5 separate regions of the Mus musculus genome follow, and all the other regions are linked to region 1. The links are chromatin contacts, called in public ChIA-PET and HiChIP or PLAC-seq maps. All regions are on one chromosome and are shown on one strand. The core of a region is the stretch at or near the end of the contact, and the rest is flanking DNA. Distances in the headings are between cores, read along the strand shown. Region 1 holds the start of Tm9sf3 (transmembrane 9 superfamily member 3). Region 2 holds the start of Dntt (deoxynucleotidyltransferase, terminal). Region 3 has its middle 9.7 kb from the start of Gm33951. Region 4 overlaps Tll2 (tolloid-like 2). Region 5 overlaps Tll2 (tolloid-like 2).

The links. ChIA-PET counts read pairs in DNA pulled down with a chosen protein or histone mark. HiChIP or PLAC-seq counts read pairs in DNA pulled down with a chosen protein or histone mark.
Region 2: a contact with region 1 is called in an RNA polymerase II ChIA-PET map of memory CD8 T cells, with 58 read pairs. The contact joins the promoter of Dntt here to the promoter of Tm9sf3 in region 1. A contact is called at or near these places in 2 of 39 promoter capture datasets (the C10 cell line and pre-B cells), 2 of 484 Hi-C or Micro-C datasets (CD4 T cells and CD8 T cells) and 3 of 115 datasets of contacts at active chromatin or transcription factors (CD8 T cells, embryonic stem cells and memory CD8 T cells).
Region 3: an H3K27ac HiChIP or PLAC-seq map of extraembryonic endoderm stem cells shows a contact between it and region 1. The contact joins the enhancer-like site here to the promoter of Tm9sf3 in region 1. A contact is called at or near these places in 1 of 15 datasets of contacts at CTCF or cohesin (the NIH/3T3 cell line), 1 of 484 Hi-C or Micro-C datasets (bone marrow-derived macrophages), 15 of 115 datasets of contacts at active chromatin or transcription factors (the 230-238 cell line, DN3 thymocytes, T-cell acute lymphoblastic leukemia and 11 more) and 3 of 9 other capture datasets (adipose tissue, liver and macrophages).
Region 4: an H3K4me3 HiChIP or PLAC-seq map of embryonic stem cells shows a contact between it and region 1, with 8 times the contacts expected there. The contact joins the enhancer-like site here to the promoter of Tm9sf3 in region 1. A contact is called at or near these places in 6 of 39 promoter capture datasets (cranial neural crest, frontonasal cranial neural crest, maxillary cranial neural crest and 3 more), 3 of 15 datasets of contacts at CTCF or cohesin (embryonic stem cells and stem cell-derived epiblast-like cells), 14 of 484 Hi-C or Micro-C datasets (the HL-1 cell line, cranial neural crest, embryonic cerebral cortex and 7 more), 23 of 115 datasets of contacts at active chromatin or transcription factors (the HPC-7 cell line, VIP interneurons, craniofacial prominence and 12 more) and 3 of 9 other capture datasets (adipose tissue, embryonic stem cells and pancreatic islet).
Region 5: an H3K4me3 HiChIP or PLAC-seq map of bone marrow-derived macrophages shows a contact between it and region 1, with 5 times the contacts expected there. The contact joins the enhancer-like site here to the promoter of Tm9sf3 in region 1. A contact is called at or near these places in 13 of 39 promoter capture datasets (the 3T3-L1 cell line, the C10 cell line, the HPC-7 cell line and 9 more), 3 of 15 datasets of contacts at CTCF or cohesin (embryonic stem cells and stem cell-derived epiblast-like cells), 28 of 484 Hi-C or Micro-C datasets (the HL-1 cell line, cortical glia, cranial neural crest and 16 more), 40 of 115 datasets of contacts at active chromatin or transcription factors (the 230-238 cell line, the HPC-7 cell line, T-cell acute lymphoblastic leukemia and 24 more) and 3 of 9 other capture datasets (adipose tissue, embryonic stem cells and liver).

The regions. Positions count from the first base shown.
Region 1 is chr19:41,262,495-41,266,647 of GRCm38.p6, reverse strand. It overlaps Tm9sf3 (transmembrane 9 superfamily member 3), which reads left to right and starts at 2,644. Exons shown (of 15, transcript NM_133352.2): 1 at 2,644-2,889. The coding sequence starts at 2,794.
Region 2 is chr19:41,026,389-41,030,991 of GRCm38.p6, reverse strand. Dntt (deoxynucleotidyltransferase, terminal) reads right to left here and starts at 1,717. Exons shown (of 11, transcript NM_001043228.1): 1 at 1,351-1,717. The coding sequence starts at 1,553.
Region 3 is chr19:41,452,738-41,456,868 of GRCm38.p6, reverse strand. No RefSeq gene overlaps it. Among named protein-coding and RNA genes, the nearest start is that of Gm33951, 9.7 kb to the right of the region's middle. Within about 2 kb of position 1,673, at least 126 of the 459 cell types and tissues checked have an H3K27ac peak or open chromatin away from gene starts, as enhancers often do. A contact at or near this core is called in the NIH/3T3 cell line, bone marrow-derived macrophages, differentiating embryonic stem cells and 5 more, where this site is marked.
Region 4 is chr19:41,112,424-41,117,079 of GRCm38.p6, reverse strand. It overlaps Tll2 (tolloid-like 2), which reads left to right. Exons shown (of 21, transcript NM_011904.4): 10 at 3,991-4,093. Among named protein-coding and RNA genes, the nearest start is that of Opalin, 38 kb to the right of the region's middle. Within about 2 kb of position 2,774, at least 10 of the 459 cell types and tissues checked have an H3K27ac peak or open chromatin away from gene starts, as enhancers often do. A contact at or near this core is called in stem cell-derived motor neurons, where this site is marked.
Region 5 is chr19:41,087,683-41,092,398 of GRCm38.p6, reverse strand. It overlaps Tll2 (tolloid-like 2), which reads left to right. Exons shown (of 21, transcript NM_011904.4): 18 at 855-982; 19 at 3,513-3,726. Among named protein-coding and RNA genes, the nearest start is that of Opalin, 13 kb to the right of the region's middle. Within about 2 kb of position 2,383, at least 8 of the 459 cell types and tissues checked have an H3K27ac peak or open chromatin away from gene starts, as enhancers often do. A contact at or near this core is called in bone marrow-derived macrophages and hippocampal neurons, where this site is marked.

The DNA.
Region 1 (4,153 bases), core at 1,395-3,894:
GATCCTCCCACATCAACCAGGAATCAGGGAAAAAATGCACTACAGACATGCCCAAAGACCTATCTGATGGAGGCAATTCCTTAATTAAGGGTTCCTCTTTCCAAGTGTTTCTAGTGCATGTCAAGTTGACAAATACACCCCCCCCCCAAATAAACCAAAACAAAAAACCAAACCTTAACTTGCACAGTAAAGTTGGGTCTGATTGTGCAGGTGCACAGTCATTGTAGTGGTTTGAATAACAATGTCGTCCCCCCCCTCCCCCGCACTGCCAGTGGTGGCGCACGCCTTTGATCCCAGCACTTGGGAGGCAGAGGCAGGTGGATTTCTGAGTTTGAGGCCAGCCTGATCTACAGAGTGAGTTCCAGGACAGCCAGGGCTATACAGAGAAACCCTGTCTCAAACAAAACAAAACAAAACAAACCCCCCCCCAAAAAACCAAACAAACAAAAAAGAGAATGGCCCCACAATTTCGTATATTTAAATATCTGGTCGCCAGAGAGTGAGGCTGTTTGAAAGGATTACAAGGGTTAGGAGGTATGGCTTTGTTGGGGGAAGTATGTCTCTGGGTGTGAGCTCTGAGGCTTCAAGTCTCTGCCAGACCCAGTCTCCTGCTCTCTGCTTGAAGATCCTAAGTAGCTCTCAGCTACTGACCCAGTGCCACGCTTACTGCAATGCTCCCTGCCATGGATTGACCCTTGGAAACTGTAAGCCAGCCCTCCAAACCCCAGGCTTTATTTTATGAGTCGCCTTGGTCATGGTGTCTGTCTTCACAGCAATAGAAGAACAGTGACTAAGTCACAGACTGAGGAAGTTGGACTGCATTCATGAGCAAAGGCATCATCTCTAACCTCATTACACATGTAGCACACACATATCCAAACAGGGCTGGAGATCTGATATGACTCGGTAAATTGCTTGTATAAGGATTTGGGTTCAGATCCCAAGAACCCACATAAAGTGGGACGTGGAGACAGGAGGATTCTCAGGTCTTGCTGGCTAGCCTGTGTAGCAGAATACCTGAGCTTCAGCTTCAGCGAGAGACATTGTCTCAAAAAATATGTGGGCAGTGTTTGGGGAAGACATCTGTTTGTCAACATCTGACTTGAACACACACACACACACACACACACACACACAAGCACGTACTAGCACAATATACATAACACACACATACACAAACTTCCAAAGAGGGGTATACAAATTTTTGAAGCAAATCACTCTTGTAATGGTTTGAATATTAATCACTTAAGATTGTTTTCTACAGGCAAACTAGCATGCTACCATTTAAAATGGTAGCAGACTTTTCCATTTGTAAGTGCTTCTTGGATATGTCATGCCAATGAGAGCACATCTAATTCACCTTTTAAAGAGCTGTCTGGTTGGTAATACATTAGCAGTTAACAAACTAAAGAAGCAAACTGGGTCTAGTCTTTCAGCAAGTCACCCAACCTGTGCATCTGTCACTTTTCTGTAAGTGGACACACTAAAGGTACCTGTTGCATAGGGTCTGTGTGAGTATCAGAGTGCCTGGCAGATGAAACCATTACTGATGATTCCACTATGAGTTCTAACTATTCAAGATGTGTTTTGGACAAAAAAGACATAATTTGATTTCTTGGTAGGAAATCATGTTGGTACTCCTTGGGAATGGACAGGGAAGGAAGATTGGTAGTGGGGTCTTCTTCAGACTTCTGCACAGTATGGTGGTATAGAATATTGGCTGTGAGGTATTACACGACCAAATACCAAAACCTGCCTGATACGGATGGATGAGACAATCTTCCTCTAAGTCCCACATTTAGAGAAGTGTCCTTCTGATCATTTCTGAGTCCGTAGTACGTTTTGGTTTGAGATGGGGCCTTGCTACGTAGCCTGGCAGGCTTGGTACTGAGCCTGTAGATAAGGTTGGCTCCAATCTTTCTGCAATTCTGCCTCTGCGGTCCTGGTGCCGGGATTACATGCCTGCACCGCTATGACCCGATTATTTCGTTTTGTTTTCTTTTCTTCTTTTGTCTCACGCTGTAACCCAAGCAAGTATGCAATAAACAACAATCAGTCCAGCTTCCCGAATGCTGGGGCTTACAAGAGTAAGATACCAAACTTAGCTCCTTATTACTACCGGCTCAGATACAGAATATGAGATCAAGTGATTGGAGTGCTGAGGAACTTCCGGACACATTTATGATTGAGGCTGAGAAAAACAATACGTAGGCAGATGAACAAGAATGTCAACTTAGCCCAGATCTCTTGATTGCATAGAAGTCTATAAACAGTACACGGTGATGTTTAAACACCCAACCGACCCTGTCCAAGTTTAATAATCATCGTCCATAAAGAAGCTTGCGGAGCCCGAGGTTAGAGGGAAGGGGTGTTCACGCACGCCGTGGCGAGCTAGGCGCCTGAGCCGATGTCACCCCAGCCCGCCCGCAGCCGGGCGCGCAAGGGCCCAGGCCCAGGTCCAGGCCGAGGCTGAGCAAGCAGCACAGCAGCGGCGACTCGGAACCCTTCAACCCCGCGGCCTGCGCGCGCCGGCGCCCCACGGCCGGCGACGGTTGCGGCCCCGCGTCGGGAGGACTTCCGGCGTGTGCCGGGGTGGCCGGATGACGTGGCTGAGTCAGAGGAAGAGGCTCGGAGGCCGGGGGGCGGGGGCGGCGCGGAGCGGGCGGTGACGGCGGCGGAGGCAGCGGCTGTGCCCGGGCCCCGTGCGTCTGTCCGCGCCCGGTGGATGTGAATCGGCGGCGGCGGCGGAGGAGGAGTCGGTGGGCCGGCGCCCGGCCTGTGGGAGCGCGGAGGATGAGGCCGCTGCCGGGCGCTCCTGGCGTGGCGGCGGCCGCCGCGTTGTTGTTGCTGCTGCTGCCCCGGGCTCGGTCTGACGAGCACGAACACACGGTGAGGCGAAGCGAGCCGCGCGGCCGCCCCCGCCCCAGCCCCGCTCCCAAGCCTGCCGCCCCGCCAGACCCGGCGTGGTCCGAAGGCCCGGGGGGCCCGGTGCAGCCCCGCGGCCGCCCGAGCGCTCCTTCCGGTCGGGCATGGCGGGGCCGGATCCGCGGGAGCTGGGAGGAGGCATTTCCGAGCACTCGGGGCTGCCTGGGCCTTGCTCCGCAGCTCCGCCTCTCGGGGCTGCTGCCCGGGGATCGGCCCGGAGCGGGCTCTGGACCCGGGAAACTGGACGCTGTGCACACAGCACGGCGGAGGATGGATGCGTGGTGATCCAGGCGCTTGCCAACCAGGAAATACCCATCGCTTCGCGCAGGGCTCCGGCCTCTTCCTACCCTTCTCTCTCCCTCTCGCCCGAACCGGATTTAAACCGTGGGGTGGGGACAGCTTTAGGGAAGTGGAGGTGTGAACGGTTTACACGCGGACACGTCTTCACCCTGCACGCACTCGGTCCCCAGGACTCCCTTGCAACTTTCTCCGCGCTCCGTGAGTGCCCAGAGGACGCCCTGTTCGGGTGGTCGGTCCCTAACTGGGACAGCTCTGCCCTTGTGTCACCCAGCCCTCAGGCCACACCCCCACTCACTTTTGCTTTTGGCCTGAAGTTGATTGGCGGTTTATTTAATTGTATCTTCACATCAAAGCTCGCCTATTAATGACTCTTGGAGTGACTTTCACCTAGAGCTGTAACGCTGTGGAATTCACTTATTTATTTTTTTATTCAGAATGGTAGACGCGGGGAAGTGTGGAAAGTCTGATAAACCTAGAAGATTGCTTGGCAAATTGGAGATTGTTTCAAGGTTTTTATCTGTATTGTGATTTTTTTTTTTTTGCCCGAGTAGTTGTGTATTTACTAAATTTAAAATATGTGGAGAACGTTTGGCTGTAGCTGATCGGTGACAAAATGGGAGTACGCTGCTTTTAAGGGGCAGACGTTAGATTTTGTTTGTAGTGAACAAAACTTTGTTTTGATTAGCCAATTAAAAACTCTAAATTAGGCTGTTGTATTTTCAGTCACTGCTAGAATCTAATTGCATGTGTATGCGAGTTTTTTTTTCCAGAGAAACGTTGAATCAGTAACTTTTTTTCTGCGACACTTGTGAATTTTCTCTAAGATATTTTTGGTTTCCTTTAAATTTCAGCAAGTATAGTAGTTTAAATAGTATTTGCCTTTTTTTTTTTTTTTTAACAGTTGAGTTTCCATGTAAAATCTGGAACT
Region 2 (4,603 bases), core at 468-2,967, 230 kb after region 1:
TTCTGAGTGAGTGGCACCCTGCCTGATGGCTCTCCCTTTCCTGACTGGTCCCTGTTCAGTTCCTTTACCATGAAAAGCATCTTGGTAGCTGCTAAAACTTTTGATTTCTGTTTTTAACTTTCTCTTTGAAGATGTTTTTTCTGTTTTATCCCTCCCCCTTTACCTATCTAATCTCTTTCTCTTTTAAAGCTAACACTGTACATAAGGCTAACAGATTAGTTATACTCAAAAACGAGTTGAAATATTGGATTGTGTGAAAAGAACATCAAGGAATGAAGTTGAGAGTGGCTGTGATGACTTAAAACAAAAAATAGGAGACCATGTGACAAAGACTCAGAAAAGAGAGAAGCCCAGAACCTCAGGAATTTTTGATTGGGGACATTTTAGCAAAAAATCTAAAAAGATCCCCTCAGCTGGGCATGTGGAGTGTGAAATTCCTGAGTACTGACCTTGGAAATGTGTCTCCTCAATGTCTCCAAAGCCAGCATTTCATCAGCAAGAAACGTTTGGCAATTTTCTTTTAAATTCAAAGACTTTCCAAAATCCCAAGTGTAAAAGTCAGATCATCTCTGACACGGTATGTTCAGCACCCCTCCCAACTTGCATGGCTGAAGGCAGTGAACTGAGTGCCCCCCCACTCCCACTGTAACCCCAACACTTCTGTCTGCAGCCGTCAGGCACACCAGGGCCTTTTACTGGGACTTTCTGAATCGCTTTGATTCTTTTCATTGGGTCAAGAGAGTGAACGTACACAATAGTCAGCAAAACAATGATAATTGGTGCTTACTGAACGAGTGCAGATGGTAGCTTCAATCACCTCCCTGCCTAGACTCTGATCATAGCACACTGGGGTGCCATCTGTCACCCCTAGACAAACATCTTTAACCAGCATCTCTTCCTGAAGCCCACTTGGACCACCCTTTGGAAAACCATCACCAAGGCCAGTAAGGTACCTGTGGTGACTCACCTCAGCCTAGCCCACCATAGACCCTTAGCAGAGCAGGTGTGTATAAGTCAGAGCCAGACAATCAGAACACCCTCCCTGCTCCAAAGTAGCAATGTAAAAAATTGAACCCAATGGTGTTGGTTCAGTTTGGTACAGAATGGAATCGAGTGGTTTCTATGTGGTTCTCTGACTAGTTTTCTGGTTATCACTCCTGGATACTTAATCTCAGAGTCAGTCATGGGAAGCCATATTTTTTTTTAAAAATATTATTTTTTGGTACCAATTAGTTTCTATATAATCTCATTTAGTCCCCACTCATCTCCCTTAGCCAACTGGCCCCTTGGGTCCCTTGGGGACGTCCTCAGGGCTCCTGCATGCTTGCAAAGTGACCAGGGCTGTCCTACCTGAGCTCATTTTCCACCCTGAACCCTTTCCTTCGGGCCAGCTCCATGAGGAAGGCTCTTCGAGTTGTTCCCATCTTCTTTTCCAAAATGAAGAGGACCAAGTCTCGAAATCGGATGTCATAAGGCGTGGAAGCCACTGGGGTGCCCAGCTGCCTGGGTCTTTTCTTCCGAGGACCCAGGTGGACTGCTTGCAGTGGATCCATGGAAGCAGACAGTCTAGCTCTGTCTGTACCATCAGGTGGTGTCTCCAGAATGAGGGCTCTGATGTCCTCTCACCAGCAAACCCATAGGTACCACCCTGGTGACAACTTCCTGCTGAAGGAATGTCTCACTCTGATCAGGTCCTTTCTCCCAAAATGGAGCTCTTGACAGAAAGAACAGTGAACTTGGGTTTTCATACACTTGATCTCTGCAGTACCTCAGAATAAACTTATGAAGAAAGGGGGACCTCGCCACTGGTTGAGTACTGTTATTTATCTTTAGACATGTTCAAACCCTTTAGGTTGCATTTTAAAAGCCATTTTTTAAAAAATGTATTACATTTGCTTACTGCGCAAGGGGGCATGTGTGTGCATGCCATGACATCAGTGTGGCAGTCAGAGGCATCTTTCCCCCTCCACCGTTGTAGGTCCCAGGAATCAAACGTGGGTTGTCAGTCTTGGTAGCAAGCTTCTATCATCACCACTTAGTCATCTAACTGCTCCTGCTGACTTTATTCATTGATTCCTGCTTTACTCTAGCTCACTTCTATTCTTTCTCTCGGACCTACGTTATGGTACACTGGATGTCTGTAATTGGCACAGATGTGTTACATACAGCTGTTGTGATTTCACGTGAATGCCACCTGAATTTCTCACTCTGCTGGTTGCTTTTTTTTTTTTAATTTTTTTTTATTTTATGTGCATTGGTGTTGGAAGGTGTCAGATTCCCTGGAACTGGAATTGCAGACAGTTGTAAGCTGCCACATGGTTGCTGAGACTTGAACTCTGGCCTGCTGGAAGAGCAGTTAGTGCTCCTAACCACTGAGCTATCTCTCCTGGCCCCATGGTCACTTTTTTCCCAACAAGCCCATAACTGTGATTTTCCTGGCTCTGTCTACTCTGCTGCTTTAGTTACTATCGTTTTGCAGTGGGCACAGGACCACAGGCTCCCGTGTGTGAGCACATTTTATAGAAAGCTAAGGTTCAGACACTGCAGATCACAGAGTATGGGGCAAATGAGATCATGAATGCAGTTCTTCAGACTTCAACCGTGATGCAACTTAGTTTGTTTTTGGTTTCTATTTTTTCAGTGCACTAAGTTTCCAGAGAGTGGTCGCTACATAACTAACATAGGTCTCTGAGACGAGATGAGTTTTGGAGAAGAGTCATGGGCATGGAGTTAGGGACATTTTCACAGCCCTGTGCAAAATGAAAATTTCATCTTTAGTTAATATTACTTAGTAGGTCTCACTTCTGGAACACCTACTACAGGACCTAGGCAAGACCTCAAAACCTTTGCTGACTGAATTCTTATAAGACCATACTGCCAGCTAGATACCCATATAATACGGGGGGGGGGGGTTGTCAGTGCCCACAAAGTACCATACAGGCAGCGAGATGCAGCAGAGAAGATCCTCAGCCCCGCAAGCAACTTGCTCAAAGTCACAGAACAAATCAGTAGCCACCACTAAGAAATGGCTGAGTCAGGACTCGGAGTCAGGTTTGTCTGACTCCAAAATGTATATACTCTTGGGGCCGGTGAGATGGCTCAGTGAGTAAAGGAGCTTGCTGCCCATCCTCGAAACTTTGTGTTTCACCACAGCAGCTAGCACAGTGGAACGTGAAACTGATTCACACAAGTTGTCTTTTGATCTCCATAGAAGTACCAGGGCGCGTATGTGTGTGGGTGTGTGGGTGTGTGTGCGCGCACGTGCACACACACATGCACACATAAACTAAAAAATCAAAATTAAAAATGTATGCTCTTAACCAGACTGGTAGTACAATGCCTTTAATCCCAGCACTTAGGAGGCAGAGGTAGGAAGATCTCTGTGAGTTCAAGGTCAGCCTGGTCTATAGAGTCAGTTCCAGGGCAGCCAGGGCTACACAGAGAAACCCTGCCTCAAAAAAAAAAACAAAAAAAAAAAAAAAAAAAAAAAAAACAAAAAACAAAAAGCAAAAACAAATATATATGTGTACACACACACACATGTATTTACACACATACACATACCAAACAGCCTCCTTCTGTCATGCCTCCTTACCCAGTAATAAATATGGACCCTTCTCATGTATTCCACCACAGCATTTGGGACTTTTACTGCCTTCAAGAGCGTATGAACGCATGAGCACCTCAGCACTGCCAAAGGAGGGTGCTATGACAGCTGCCATCGGGCATCCACAAGGCTGTTTCATGCAAGAATGACAGAGAGCTGTAGTGAACAGACTTTGGCTCTCTGCAAGTATCTACACCTGTCAAAAGTGCAGAGTGGGCTCCCTGTGTGGTAGAGACCTTGACGGTGTTCACGGACATGTAGCAGAAGGAACTTAATCATCTGGAGGGGCCTTTTGTGCAGCTCTCTGAGACTAGGGTGCAATGTTTGCTTGATAGAGACCAATGAGTGGGGACAAGCCTCCCCCCACACACACTTTGGCCCCCTGTTAGATGCTTGGTTTCAGACAGCTACATGATAGAATTAGTCTTAGCCTCCAAGTGGTCTGACAGCATGAACAAGGCAGTCCTCTAGCTAGGCCCCGGGGTGGTATCATCCCCATAGTAACGTGAGTCCACAGAAGCAGCAACGGGGACAGAGAATAGCACACAGACAGAGGATGCCGCCATAGATGCACAAGCTTCTATCTGCACAGCAATGTGAGACCACAGAAGCAGCAATAGGAACAGAGAATAGCACACAGACAGAGGATGCAGCCAGGGATGCACGAGCTCCCATCTGCACAGCTGGGAGGCTGTGACCTTGCGTAGTTGCTTCACTTCCTTAAGCCTGTTTTCCCCACATCTAAATCAAGAACTGAGATAGCCCATTTCACCCCCGTACAGAAGGCGTGACACAGAGGAGAACCTTAAGTAAGAGTCAATAGTAACTTTTATTTTGTTCAGAGGGTCAACTTAGCTCAATCTAAAATCAGATCTATAGTTTATAAAATTGTTAAGTTATCCAAGTATCACATTGACCAGTGTTAACTACTGCTGCACCCAAGAGTGGGACACGTTTCCTACAGTCAGTCTGAGCTGACTCAGTGTCCTTTTCTGA
Region 3 (4,131 bases), core at 424-2,923, 190 kb before region 1:
TTATAATTATAGCAAATTCTTTGTTAATGTCCTTATGTCTCATGGTATTAAGAAAGGGGACAAGTAAATAAAATAAGATGTTAGAAGGAGATATGCATGGCTGTTGTTTTAGTAAAGGGTGATTTATTTTTATATGAAGATTAAGATGACGACTGGATGATTCCAGAATGGGAAAGAAGACTGGAAATCACTTGCAAGTAATGAAGATGTGAGTGAGTTCCTCAAGGTACATAAAAGATGAGACTTAGAGATGATACGTTAAAGTTTCTAATGCCGTTGATCAATAATTACAAGGACTGACTAAGATCTATAAAATCTATGTCTAAAGTTTATTTAGAACTATCTGTTTTTTCAAACAGTATACAATAGTCAAAAGTTCCAGACTAGTGCAACTGATCTTCTGCGTGTTTAATAACCATAGTTGAAGGCTATTCTAATGTGGTCACCCAACACTCCCAATTCTGCTGGAAAAAGCCAGATCAGTCATCACCCTGAGTCTGTGATGCCATTTGGGTTTACAGCTTCAGAAGGAGGGAGATGGTATAAGAGATAGAAATCGGTTAGACAGTTTAGGATAAAAAGACCCCAAAGAAAAGCAACCCGTTTCTTTCTTGATTGAAAGCCAGAAACATCCTGGGGACTCTTGGTAGTTTCATCCCTCCCAAAGCAAAGATGCCAAAAGAATTAGGGACTTATTTTTTATTTTATTACCATAACTTTAATTGAAACTGTTTTTTCCATACAATATATGGTGATCACAGCTTCACCTGCGTCATCTCCTCCCAGATTCTGCCGCCTAGCTCTGGTCTTTGGTCTGGGTCCTAGATGATTTAGGGTTTCCTCTTTAGCAATGAGAAAGTAGCAATGAAGGCCTCTTAAGGGGAAACTCCTGGTCAGGAGGACAGAATCTCTGGCCTGGATGTAGAAATAACATTCAGTGGGGTCCTGCCAATCCCCTGGCCAAGGACAGAGACAGGGAAATTCTCTTGAACGAGGATTTGAAGGTGTTCATCTATCAGTCAGCAGAGAGCTGCCAGCCGTTAGCTTGTGACCATCAAAGGAAGTGAAAACTTAAGGGTTGTTTGGAAAGTCATTTGCGTTGAATGGTGTCTTGCTGGGACAAACACAAGGAGTGTTTTGCTGAAGCAGACACAGGTGAAAGGATATTTTGCTGAAGCAGACTCGTGAAAGAACTCGTGATGAAGGATTCTTCGATAACAACACACATTTATTGGTCTGCCTTACATTTTGTAGTTGAGTTCCATTTGTCATGACTCCATAGAGAGAAGAAATAGACCAAAAAATTTCTGGTAGTGTGCTGTGGCTTCTTGAAGCTTCTGAGGACTTGGCCGATTGGCAGAGTGACGTCAGCTGATACAGGGAGGAGTTTTGCTAAGACAGACTCACATGCTGAGGCAACACATGTGAGGTAAGACCCATGGAGGACACATGATATTTGGAGGGAGTACAAATAGGGACTCAAGGGACTGTGAGAGGGGCTTGCTGGTAGAACTAGCTCCTGCAATGCTTCTTTGGTCTCATGCCCTTGCCAATCCTTACTTCCTTGAGAGAGGCTCAACTGAGAATGTTTTTCTGGCTTCCCTGCTGGTCTGAATTCCTTCTGCTGACTCATGCTGACACTGAGGCCTGCTGACTCATGCTGACACTGAGGCCTGGCTGTCTCTGCTGGGTCACGCCACTGCTGCTGATTCATGCTTGCTATCCCGTCTCGACTGAACTGGACTGCTGGTATATTCGTGAAGTATTTTCAAGTGGATTGAGCTGCCACTGCTGGCCTGTGAACTGAACTGCTGATTTCCTGACCAATGCTGATGGGATTTGTACTAAAGAACATTTTCTAAACAGGTTCATTTCCCCTGTATCCCTTGTATCCTCTGGTGGGTGCTGGGCTAGAAGGGAGGTTAAAGCATTTAAGAACCACTGAAGAGATCAATTCAGGACCTTTGGAAAATTCCACCAGACCCCTCCTCTCCTGGAAGAGAAAGGTCAGAGAGCACACAGGCACCCCTCCCCTCCAGAAGGGAGAGGCTAACTACATTCCTCAGACCACAGGCGGGGGGGGGGGGGGGGGGGGGGGGGGGACACACGACACACGACACAGGACGACAGACGGACAGACAGACACAGACAGACAGACACGGGATGGGATCGACCATTGGCCACCTGTGGACCAGAGCAAGTAGACACATCCTGAGACTGTTGACCACCTGCAGACAAGGAAAGTCCTTGCCACCTCATTCCCTAAAGACCAATCAGTTTTTAAAAGTCACACTGTTCTGCCAATCACATTGTGCCTAATGGCTGCTGCTCTGAAAACTGTATAAAAACTCACCAATCAGGCTGCGCGTGGTCCTTCTCTCTCCTTTGTGTGCAGGGCGACCCCAGCTTGCTGGAACAATAAAATTCCTCAATTCTCAACTCTGAGTTGTCCACTCAGGGGGTTTCCGATAAGTTAAGGCTCTCAGAGTGTTACACCATCATTAAAAGTAGGTTTTGAAAAATTAAAGTTTATAATCCAATCCTCAGCAAGTCTTGGATTTCAAGGGCAGACAGAAAGATGGAAGTGTTAGAGTGATGTTTTTGTACACTCTGTGAAGATGTGTCCCTGTCCTTCTTTGCCTGACTAAGGCACCTTCTAATTGGTTAAAATAAAAAAGCCTATGGCCTATAGCACAAGGCAGAATAGTAAGGTAGGACACCTGGATAGAGGAACCCTGGGGAAGAGTCAGGCAAGGAAAGATTTGCCACTCAGACTGGGAAGAAGTCAGATGTATGAAACTGAGGAGAGTTAACTAACCATCCATGTGGCAGAACTTAGATTAGCATAAATGGGATAATAAGGTATGAGATAGTTGGAAACAGGCCTAGCATAAGGTCTAGGCATAAATAAATGAATAAGTCTTCATGTCCACAGTTACATAAAAGAAGGATTCTGAGAGAGGCTATGGTTCTGTAACTATGCCCGAAAGCCTGTAACTAAGACAAATGTGAGTCTTCCTTCTCCCTGAGGTCGTTGGCCACAGGCCCATGTGGACACAGCGGGCAGAATCGATGAACAGGGATTCGGACAGCTCCTGAGTACCAACAATAATAATGACACTCTGGGATCAGACTTGGAGAGATGGATCAAATTGACTCTGGGTGAATCAAGGGTTGTATAGTTTTGGGGTAAGCAGGTAGGACTATCCAGGGTGGGCAAAGGTCATTGGCTGAAGGCTAAGGTGCTGCGATGCCTCCTTAGCATGGGGAGGCGCTCCAGGAACCTCAGGTGCTTGCTGATCAGGTTGCTATAGGTTGTTATAGACCTTTCTATAGCTGGACCTGTAATCTAGCCAAGGCTATGTGACACTCCATAGGTAGATGGGGCTAGTGGTGGTTGGGGGTGTTAAACTTCCCAGACAAGGCCAGAGAAGGAGAAGCCCTGATGGTAAAAGGAGTCTCCCATTTTTCTTGGCACACAGAAGACTATCAGGATAACGGTAGGCTTCAACCTTAATTACCAGGACAACAGACACAGGCATCTCCTCACAGGTGCCTCAGTACCCCTTGAACACTGTTAGACTCCCTAATAAACGATATTATTAGAAAGATAGAAGAAACTCATGCCTTCAGACAAAACTGAAGATAAACAGTAAGCTGAGCAATCAGGAAACATTCATGAAGTTCTTTCTTTCTTTTTTTTTCTTTCTTTCTTACATGTAAGTACACTGTAGCTGTATTCAGACAGTCCAGAAGAGGGCGCCAGATCTTGTTACGGATGGTTGTGAGCCACCATGTGGTTGCCGGGATTTGAACTCAGGACCTTCGGAAGAGCAGTCAGTACTCTTAACCGCTGAGCCATCTCTCCAGCTCCATGAAGCTCCTTTTTTAAGCACTCATCCTAGAGAATCTTTGCCCATCAAAATGCTAGCACAGAACCTTCAGGTTAAAACTTACGCTCATCGGGGCTGGAGAGATGTCACAAGTGGTTAAGAGCACTGGCTGCTCTTCCATAGGATCTGGGTTGGATTTCCAGCACCCACATGGCTGCTCACAACCATCTGTAATGCCAGTTCCTGGGGATCCGACATCCTCTTCTGGTCTCCAACAGTACTAGGCAGGCATGAGGCA
Region 4 (4,656 bases), core at 1,525-4,024, 150 kb after region 1:
AGTAGGAGGACCCAACCCTTGTGCAGTTAATAATAGCAGGTGTTCTAATAGCACCTACTATGTGCCAGGAGCACATCTGCTTGAGTTGCATTCCCTGTTTTATGATCTCAAAGCCAGGCTTACCCATATATATGGAGGCCTGGCATGTACTAAATGCCATATAGGTCATGTATCAAGCTCAGTGTCAGGTAAGCCACACCCTCTCCTCTACCTGGACTGTTAGGATACTCTATGGGGCAAGTGTCCAGTCTAGAATTTGCTGACATACTGGAGTAGTGATTTGGTAGGTGGCAATGTGTGGCCAGCCCTCTACCATCACCTGTGTTGATGTTCAGCCCACATCATTCACTCCAGCCTTGCAACAGCTGCTCCGTGACTGCCCTCTGGTAGGGCAGGCTGGTCAGCCATGTGTCTGATGTCAGATCCAGGAAGGAAGCCATGGAATGTCTTATGACTGGGCTCGGAGAATGCCAAGGCCCTGGGCCTCTGGAAGAAGATGTTAGGGGCTTCACAAGCTCTGTATCCATTGGCCTTGAAGATTCCATTGCCATCTAGAGCTGAGCTCAGGACCAAAACTTCTCCTTCTTAGTCCAAGGATGATATGCTCTGCTCCACTACAGGACACGCTATGTCTATTCTGTAAACAAAGAATCTGAGGGGAAGTTACCCAACCGTATAGTAAAATACAGAATGGGGCTTTGAACTCTGAACTTTATCTTTTCTTAAAAGACTTTTAAAAGTTTTATGACTATATGGATATATATAGTGTGTTGTATATATATGTGTGTTGGAGGGTGTATGTGTGTCTGTGTGTGTGTGTGCATGTATGTGTGTGCATGTGTGTGTGTGCATGTGTGTGTGTGCATGTGTGTGTGTGTGTACAGGTGTCCATGGAGTCTGATCCCTGAACCCAGATCCCCTGGAGCTGGAGTTATAGGCAGTTAGCCACCCAACATGGGTGGTGGGAACTGAGCTAGGGTGCTCTGCTAGAAAAATACACACTGTTAACTGATAAGCCATCTCTTCAATCTTTATCTTTTCATTGGAAAAATCCAGATTTTTTTTTTTATAGCTTGTCTCAGATGCCCTCTTTCTTGGGCTTAGGTAAGGGGATATTCTTGTGTTCCCACATCTCTCTAGGATAACACATGTCATAGCATGTCTCAGTATCATAACTACTATATTCTATCAAGTCCTTAAGCACACTGAGGACAGAGATTGTTCACATCAGTCCCAGCATCCCACTTTGAATGGATATGTGGATATATGAGGATGGAGCCAAGCCCGGACAACTAGAGATAGTGGAATGTATTAGATATGCTCCGGTCTCCACAGCCAGCCTGCAGATATTCTTACTTCATAACTTTAAGTATAAGGTGAGAACCAGAGAGCCGTGGTCATGGTCCATTGAGAGCATTTTCTACACACACTGGACTCTTTCCTCAGTAAGCCATGTAGTTCACATCCTTGCACCAACCACACATGGTAGATGCTGTTATCCTGCTTATCATAGAGTGGAAATTGGACTTACGCAAGGTGACTAAATTTGATGGAGAGTTGGGACATGAACCCACACCACTGTGGACCTCAGAACCAGAATATTGGACTACCATCATGTTACACAAAGGAGACAGAGCTCACACAACATACATTTACGCCTGCATAGACACTGTCCCGATTAAGTATTAAGACAATGCTAGGGCTTGGAAGACTGCACAGTGGGTAAGAGTGCTTGCTGTGTAAACGTGAGGATCTGAGTTCAACTCTCCAGCACTCAAATGAAAAGCCCAGCATGACCCATGCATGCCTGCAACCCAACATACAGGGATGGAGACAGGCGGATTCTGAGAGCTTGCTGGTAAACCCCCACAGCCAGAAGGCCAAGTTTCTGGTTCAGTGAGAAACCTTGTATCAAAAAAAATCAGGGGCTAGGTGACAGAAGAAGACAAATGACATTTTTTTTTCTGCCTTCTGCATGTCTGTGTATGTGTGTGCGCGCACACACATGTATACACACACACACATACAGACACACACTTGCACATGTATGCAAACACAGTGTGGTTGTCTTCTTGAACCCGAGCTATAGACCTTTTGCGTGGATATGACTGTGCCTGCTAGAGGTGCTAACAGGCAGGAAGCAGGAGGAGGAGGAGGGGGAGGAGGAAGAGGAGGGGGCCTGGTAATCCCCACATTGTTGACTTGCTGCACAGCAGGGCTGTGTGATATGTTTAAACCGTGTAAGCTTCACTAAGTCTCAATTATTAGTGCTCACTAGGGGCACAGAGAATATACATCGTTGAAATTCCTGCAATTATTCCCATTTCTGCCTCACCCAGCCTTCCCCAGAGCTGCTGGTAATTAGCAAACTTGATTGACTCTCAGAGTACCTCTCGCTCATCACCTCTTCCCCTGATGGTCTTTATGGTTCACTAACATACTTAAAATAATCAGCCTGAATAATTATCCCTCAGTCAGACCATGAATGTGTTTCCAAGGAAGTTTTACTAACATTTCCTCAGTGTAATCTTAAAAGAGCAAATACTAAAGAATTCTTGTGGGACCGGCTTAGAAGCATTCCTGAACCCTACCGTCTCATCACGAGCATGATGCAGAGTTGAGAGAAACCCAGGGACACCCCAATTTAAGATGCCGCTCAGCTCGGGTTCCTCACCCCCTACGCATCTGACAGACACGCCCATGGCACGCACACACCCACATGCAGCCCCATCTGTTGTACTCATTCTTCATTTCCTAGGCGACCACTGGGTTCTGTGGAAGAATCCCACTGGATGGGGATTGGCCCTGGGGAGGGAGTGGGCTCTCTCAGTGTTGATCAGGCTAGAGAGAAAGCCAGTGAGGGACTGGGGGATGTCAGCTGTGATACGCTAAGGGCACACTCAGTATAGTCTCACTTTTAAAAGCGTGCTTTTGGAGTACTTCCTGCACGCCAGACACAGCACTAGTCACTCGGCATGCAGGTTCTCTCACAGACTCCTCCACAACCTGGCGGTGTGCACATCGTCTTTCAGATGAGTGCTTCCTCAAGATTCTAGAACCAGTGAGGGGAGCTGAGGCCAAACCTGTCTGCTTAGACACCCCTGAAAGGGAGAGACAATAGGGAGTCCTAAAGATCAAATATCGTATGGTTCCACCTGCGCACAAGACTTACCGTGGGGTACTTACCTGGGCCCAGTGAAGACTTTTGTAACCTATAGAGCCCTGAGAAAGAGACACAGGCTGGCCTTGGAGAGTCTAGAAAACAAGGCAGGTTTGACTTATAAGATAAGGGTATAGGGATTTCTTTAGGGGTTTTCTAAATGTGGGGTCGGGGCAGTCAGAAAAACCTGAGGTGTAAGTTGTGGAAGGCTGGGTAGTCTAGGGATCATGCCAACAGTAGCCGTTAGGCAGGGACGTTGAAGAGAAACAGCACAGGAACACGCTGTCAGTGGCCAACCAGTAAGAAGAAAGAGATGACAGAATTGAATGGGTGGACGGAGTTCAAGAAGGCTTTCGGTGGGGGAATGATAGCACTTCAGGAGTGAGAGGTCCTGGCTGAGGGATGCTGATGCAGCCATGCTCAGATGCACTTGAGCTAACCCCAGACCTTCTGGAATGATTGATGATGTTCCAAGATCCTTTCGTATCTCTGAACCTCCCTGACCTCTTACCTCCTCCCTAATCCCTAGTCTCAACTTGTCCTTGCCTATCTCTAAGTGCATCTTGCTTTCTGTAAACCACCTAGCAACTTCAAAAGCTCAAGCGACTCCCCAGACAGAGCTAAAGGACCTATCTCCCTCTGTTTACTCGCCATCCCAACTAAGGTTTATTATTTGATGTCAGGAGACTTCCTGTGTGTGTGTGTTTTGAGAAGATGCTCCTACTGCGGTCTGAGGGCTCTGTATGCTAAGGGGTAACATGAGAGCATTGGCACGTAAGGCGGTCTTCGGGCTTTGTTGTTCAAACCTACTTTATGGTAATTCTTTGCAGATCATCCTAAATTTCACCTCCATGGATTTGTTTAAGAGCCGCCTGTGCTGGTACGATTACGTGGAGATCCGGGATGGTTACTGGAGAAAGGCCCCCCTGTTGGGTGAGTGGACATCAGCCTTCAAAGAATGAGAGATGGAGTGTGTTCTCCCTATCTGGAAGGTTCCGTCTAGCAGCTGGCACAGGAAGCTCTCAGGCGCTCTTGTCATTGTAAAACTCTGACCACTCCATTTGGCCACACATGTTAAAGGCTTTTAAAAACTGTCAGCGCCTTATGACCCAGCAATTCCACTTCTTGGAATGTCTCCTAGGGAACTAATTAAGGAAGTGTGCAAAGCTCTAGCAACGGGGAGGTGCACTGAAGCAGGAAGAATCAGAGCAATTTAAATGTGCAGCAGTAAGGCTCAGCGGAGTAAATTGTGACACACCTTTTCCACGGAAAATTTCCATCCAATAAAAATAAAGCTGGAGGGGAGTGTGTATCGATACAGAGAGATTTCCCCAGCACTCTGTAACCTGTGCAATGTTACAGAGTGGAGTAAATAGAATTATTTCAAACACATGCGTGTACGAAAAGATGTGTATAAGGCAGGAATTGCAGTTAGCGGCTGTCACAGGCAGAAGAGATCAGAATGGGACCAGTTTGATGAAGTAAGGAGCACAGCT
Region 5 (4,716 bases), core at 1,134-3,633, 170 kb after region 1:
TTCCTCTTCTGTGACAAGCAAGGTAAACATGCCTCTTTTCTAAGGGTTCTACAAGGATTCAAGCCTGCCTAGGAAGTGTCTCGGACAGGCTGGTCCAGATGTATATTCTAAGTGTCAATAAATATCAGGCCCATGTCTGTCATAACAGTGGAACTGAGCATGAGGTAGGAGGAAGTTTCTTGTTCCCTTCCTGAGTGTCTGCTGAGGGTCCTACTATGCCGACATTGTAGAGGAAGCCATCGCTTTTCCCTTGCCCAGGGAAGGGAGTTTGTGTTGTCTGTGATAAACATAGCTCCAGGCCTTGCCCTGCCCTGGGTCCAGTAGGGAAGAGAGAGGCTGGAGAGGAAGTGAAGACCACATGCCTCCTTCTGTTTCCTTATTTGGAGATGGGGGAAAATTCAGCAAGAGGGTGCCTGCAAACCACTTACCACAGAGAAAGACCAAGTCAAAATACTGTCACCAAGCAGGAGAATAATGGGTGACCTGGATGGGACTGAAGGAGGGAAGGCATAGAGACCTCACAGGGATCTCTGTTAACATTCACCATGGCTGGTACTCTCTGGGCCTTTTACAGGTGGCACTGGCCTACACGTATGAACCTGGAACCCTCTTCACACCATACGTTGTAGAACCAGTGCTCTCACTAAGTTGGCCACATCCCCAGTGCCAACCTCCATGTAAACAGTCATAGTAACCGAAATGTCTCTCCTCCTGAGCCTGTTCAAGCAAAGTCAACACCGGGTCACACCAGATACAGGCTGGCTCCCCATACATTGGCTATTAACCTGAGACTCACCTGTGATGTCACCTCCAGCTGAATGACCCCTCTGTGTACCCCCTCTTCTGACCTCCAGCTGGCTGCGCCTACAAGATCAGCAGTGCAGAGGGGACCCTGATGAGTCCTAACTGGCCAGACAAATACCCCAGCCGGAAGGAATGTACCTGGAACATTTCATCAACCGCAGGCCACAGGGTGAAAATTGTGAGTCCTCTCATTAGTTTGTTAAGAGCACAAGCCTTGGCATTAAGCGGATATGGGTTCAAGTCCCTGCTCCATGATCAGCATGGAGCATGTGCAGGTCTCAGTTTTCCTGCTGGGAAATGGGGAGATGCTGTGAATCTTGAGGTGGGTGCTCTGAGCAGAAGAAGGGAGCATGCTCAAAGCTCTGTACCAGCCCTGCTCACAGCAGCACTGTGGGAGGTGGCGGCTGCCATGCAGGGCTACAGTGCTGTGTGTGTGATTCAGTTGCATCCAGGGCTATTCTCTTACGGAACATTTTACTCTTGAAGAAGAAGAAAAAAACAAGACTTAATTTACACAGAACGTTGAGAGGTCACGAGTCCTCAGGTCCCGGTTCCCACTCTAGACATTTGTGAATCTTTTCAGAAGTTTCCCTCACAAGGGAAAGCACATAGCTTTTTAAATTCTTACTCAAATCAGTCGCGTAGAATAAATACAATTACTCATGCTCCTCTGCAATTTACATTTTTATCAGTTAACAATAGGACCAGCACACTAATTCCTCCTTCAGTTAAAAACAAACAAACAAACAAACAAACAAACAATTGCCTTGCAAATCATGTAAAATCTCACCCACATATCTGATGTGTGGTCTCACACAGCACATGTCATTATTTACAAAAAACAACAAAACAAAACACCTCATACACACACACACACACACACACACACACACATATGCAGGGGCATACTCACATACACAGGAATACTCATAGACACACAGATGCACACGTGCACTCCCAGAAACATATACACACACACATACATAGGAACGCTCACAAACATACACACCAACACACAGACACACACACACACAGAAGCATACCCACAGACATATATACACACAAACATACACAGGAACACTCACACACAGAGACAAACATGCACACTCACATTCACAGGAACAATTGCAGACACACACAGACACACAGACACACATGCCTGCTCACAGACACATGCATACACACACACACACAGATGCACACTCATAGACACATACACAGAAAGACACACACAGAGACACATCAGACACACATCTCAGACTGTTGAGATGAGCAAGATGGACCTTATGAATGACAGACTGAAAACACAGGGAGGAGGGAAGGGAACAGAGGAAAACAGTGATAAGAGATAACGTAGATGATACTGTCAGGGTGTTTCCTGCTGTGTGAGGATAAATTGACGGGCTCCCAAGGCATCATGGTCCAGAATGGACCCCAAGCCATGGGGCATGCCCCTTGGGCTCCTCCTGTGATGCGTGCTGCCAAGGTAGAAACGGCTTTCTTCTGCCCTGGGTCCCTTAGAACAGTGTAGAATCTGGACGAGGGTATTTAGAGTGCTTTTGCAAGGCCAGCTTTGCTCTAGACTGCCATCTGCTGGAAAGATGCTCTGTTGCTTGGCAATGCCCTTTCCTGACAGACATGAACAGTCTTCCTTGGGGGTGGAACCTCAAAACTGCCAGGTGGGAAGCCTCCATCTGAGATGCTTGCATACAAGAATTATTTAAAAAAAAAAAGATACTTCCCTTGAAAATCGTTGGTGAGCATGCAGACGGAACTCTGCCTGCCCTTTGTTCCTATAGAATGATGCCCTGCACACAACCAGCGTCCCCCTTCCCATCCCATCCCCATCCACCCTTCACCTAACACCCCCCTGCTCACCAGGACATCACAGGCAAGCTGTCAGCCAGTCAGGCATCTACCCAGCACCCAACAAGCTGTATATGGCTGGTAACTGTTCAGTTCCCCGGGCCGACAACCGGGGACAGTCTCTGATGGAAGGACGGGAAGAAAGGAGGCAACGGAATCTGGTTATGGTTAGCAGTGTGACCTGGAGAAAGTCAGCTCTGGGTCATGTTCAATTCTTACTCCAGCTGAACAGACTTACGCAAGCCAATTAGCGTCTTTGTGACTCGGTTTCTCCTTCTGCTCACTGGGGATACTAATGGATTTTCATAACCTCATTAGAACTTAAGTGAGAAAACTTTCACCGTTTACTGGGATGGGAAAAAAACTCCCAACGCATGCCAGCCACTTTGATAGCAGAACAGCCCTGCTCAAAGCCCCTGGGATTTCAAGTGTACCGCAGTGGGCACAGGCTAACAGCAACATCTCTGAAGCCACAGGTCCTGGGTTACATACCTTCTCTGCCAGGGAGGACGCTGGCCATGCCAGCTGATGTCTTCTTCAGGGGTTGTGCCCGGGACAGGGTTGCAAGGACTGGATGAGGGGACATTTGTAATGCCTGTAGCACAGCTGCCACCTTGGGTGAGTGCTCAGTACTAGCTGGCTCCTAGCATTAGAGGAAGGGTAGGAAAAAGTAAATCCAGGCAGCTGGCTCTGGGACTGGATGTCGGACCATCACGGCAATGGTGGACGCCCCTAGGAAGCTGGTAGACAGACCCCTCCAGGCTCTGAATGTCCTTCCCCTCCCTCTCCCCTCCCTTCTCAGTGCCAGATCCTTGCCTCACTTCCTGCTCTCCCCTCCCCAGACATTCAGTGAGTTCGAGATTGAGCAGCACCAGGAATGTGCCTATGACCACCTGGAACTGTACGATGGGACAGACAGCTTGGCCCCCATCCTTGGCCGCTTCTGCGGCAGCAAGAAGCCGGATCCCGTGGTGGCGACAGGCAGCAGCCTATTCCTCAGGTTTTACTCGGACGCCTCAGTGCAGCGGAAAGGCTTCCAGGCTGTGCACAGCACAGGTGCGGGGCTGGTGGCTTCAGGCTGAGCACCTCGCAGGCTCAGGAAGGGCAAGGGAGCCGCACGCTCAAACATCCCGGTTAAAAGGAGCGTTCTTCAGCCGCCGCAGGCTGAAGGGCTGCTCTCCTTTGATATTTTTACTTGACAAAACTGGATGTGGGCAATGCTTTGTTGGTGTTGAGTGGCCATCGTCGGCTCCCCTCCCCTCCCCCACCCCAACTTCCTCTTACCCCCCCCCTCCCCGCTTCTCCCTTTTAAACTGTGTCATTTTGCTGGCCTGTGAAGTGCAAAGGTCTGAAAACTAAAGTGAGCAGCCATTTTATTCTCGAAGGGCCACTTCTGGAAAAGGTTGCTTTTTCTTGTCATTTTTCCCCCCTGGCACGCCAAAAGTAGCTCTGCCAGGTCCTTTGGAAGAAAATGTGTGTGCTTCTAACTTGTCTACACTGTTCAATATAAGAAGGCCAATGGGGTAGAAGACTCTGCTCTGGCACTTCAGCCTTAGCCCTGTGGAGAATGTAGCCCCTGTGATCCTGGCATTTGATTGTGGCACAGCCAGAGGCTGCCCAAGAGCCTGAGGCTTTTGTCTGTGGTGCTGAGCAGGAAGTCGTGATTGTGGGACACTGCCATTCTTTTTTAACAGCCCCCTTTCTCACCGCGGCTCTCTTTAATTACCCCCCTACCCCTAACTCCATCCCACTCCCTTAAATCAGAGCCAGAAAACAGGGCTCAGAGCTTACAAAATGGCAGTCCCCATGTCTAATCAGTCTATATTTCCCTGCCGGGCCAGACACCCCACACTTCATGAGACCCTCGCTAGCCTCTTAAGGGTCTATGTTTCCTCCACAGGAGTTTAAGGCCACTGAGGACGGACTTCACCTTCTTGTCCCTTCAGACAGAGCAGTACATGGGCACTCTGGGTCAGAAAGATGGCGCAGTGCTTAAGAGCGCTGGCTGCTCTTGCAGAGGACCTGGGTTCGATTCCCAGCACCTGC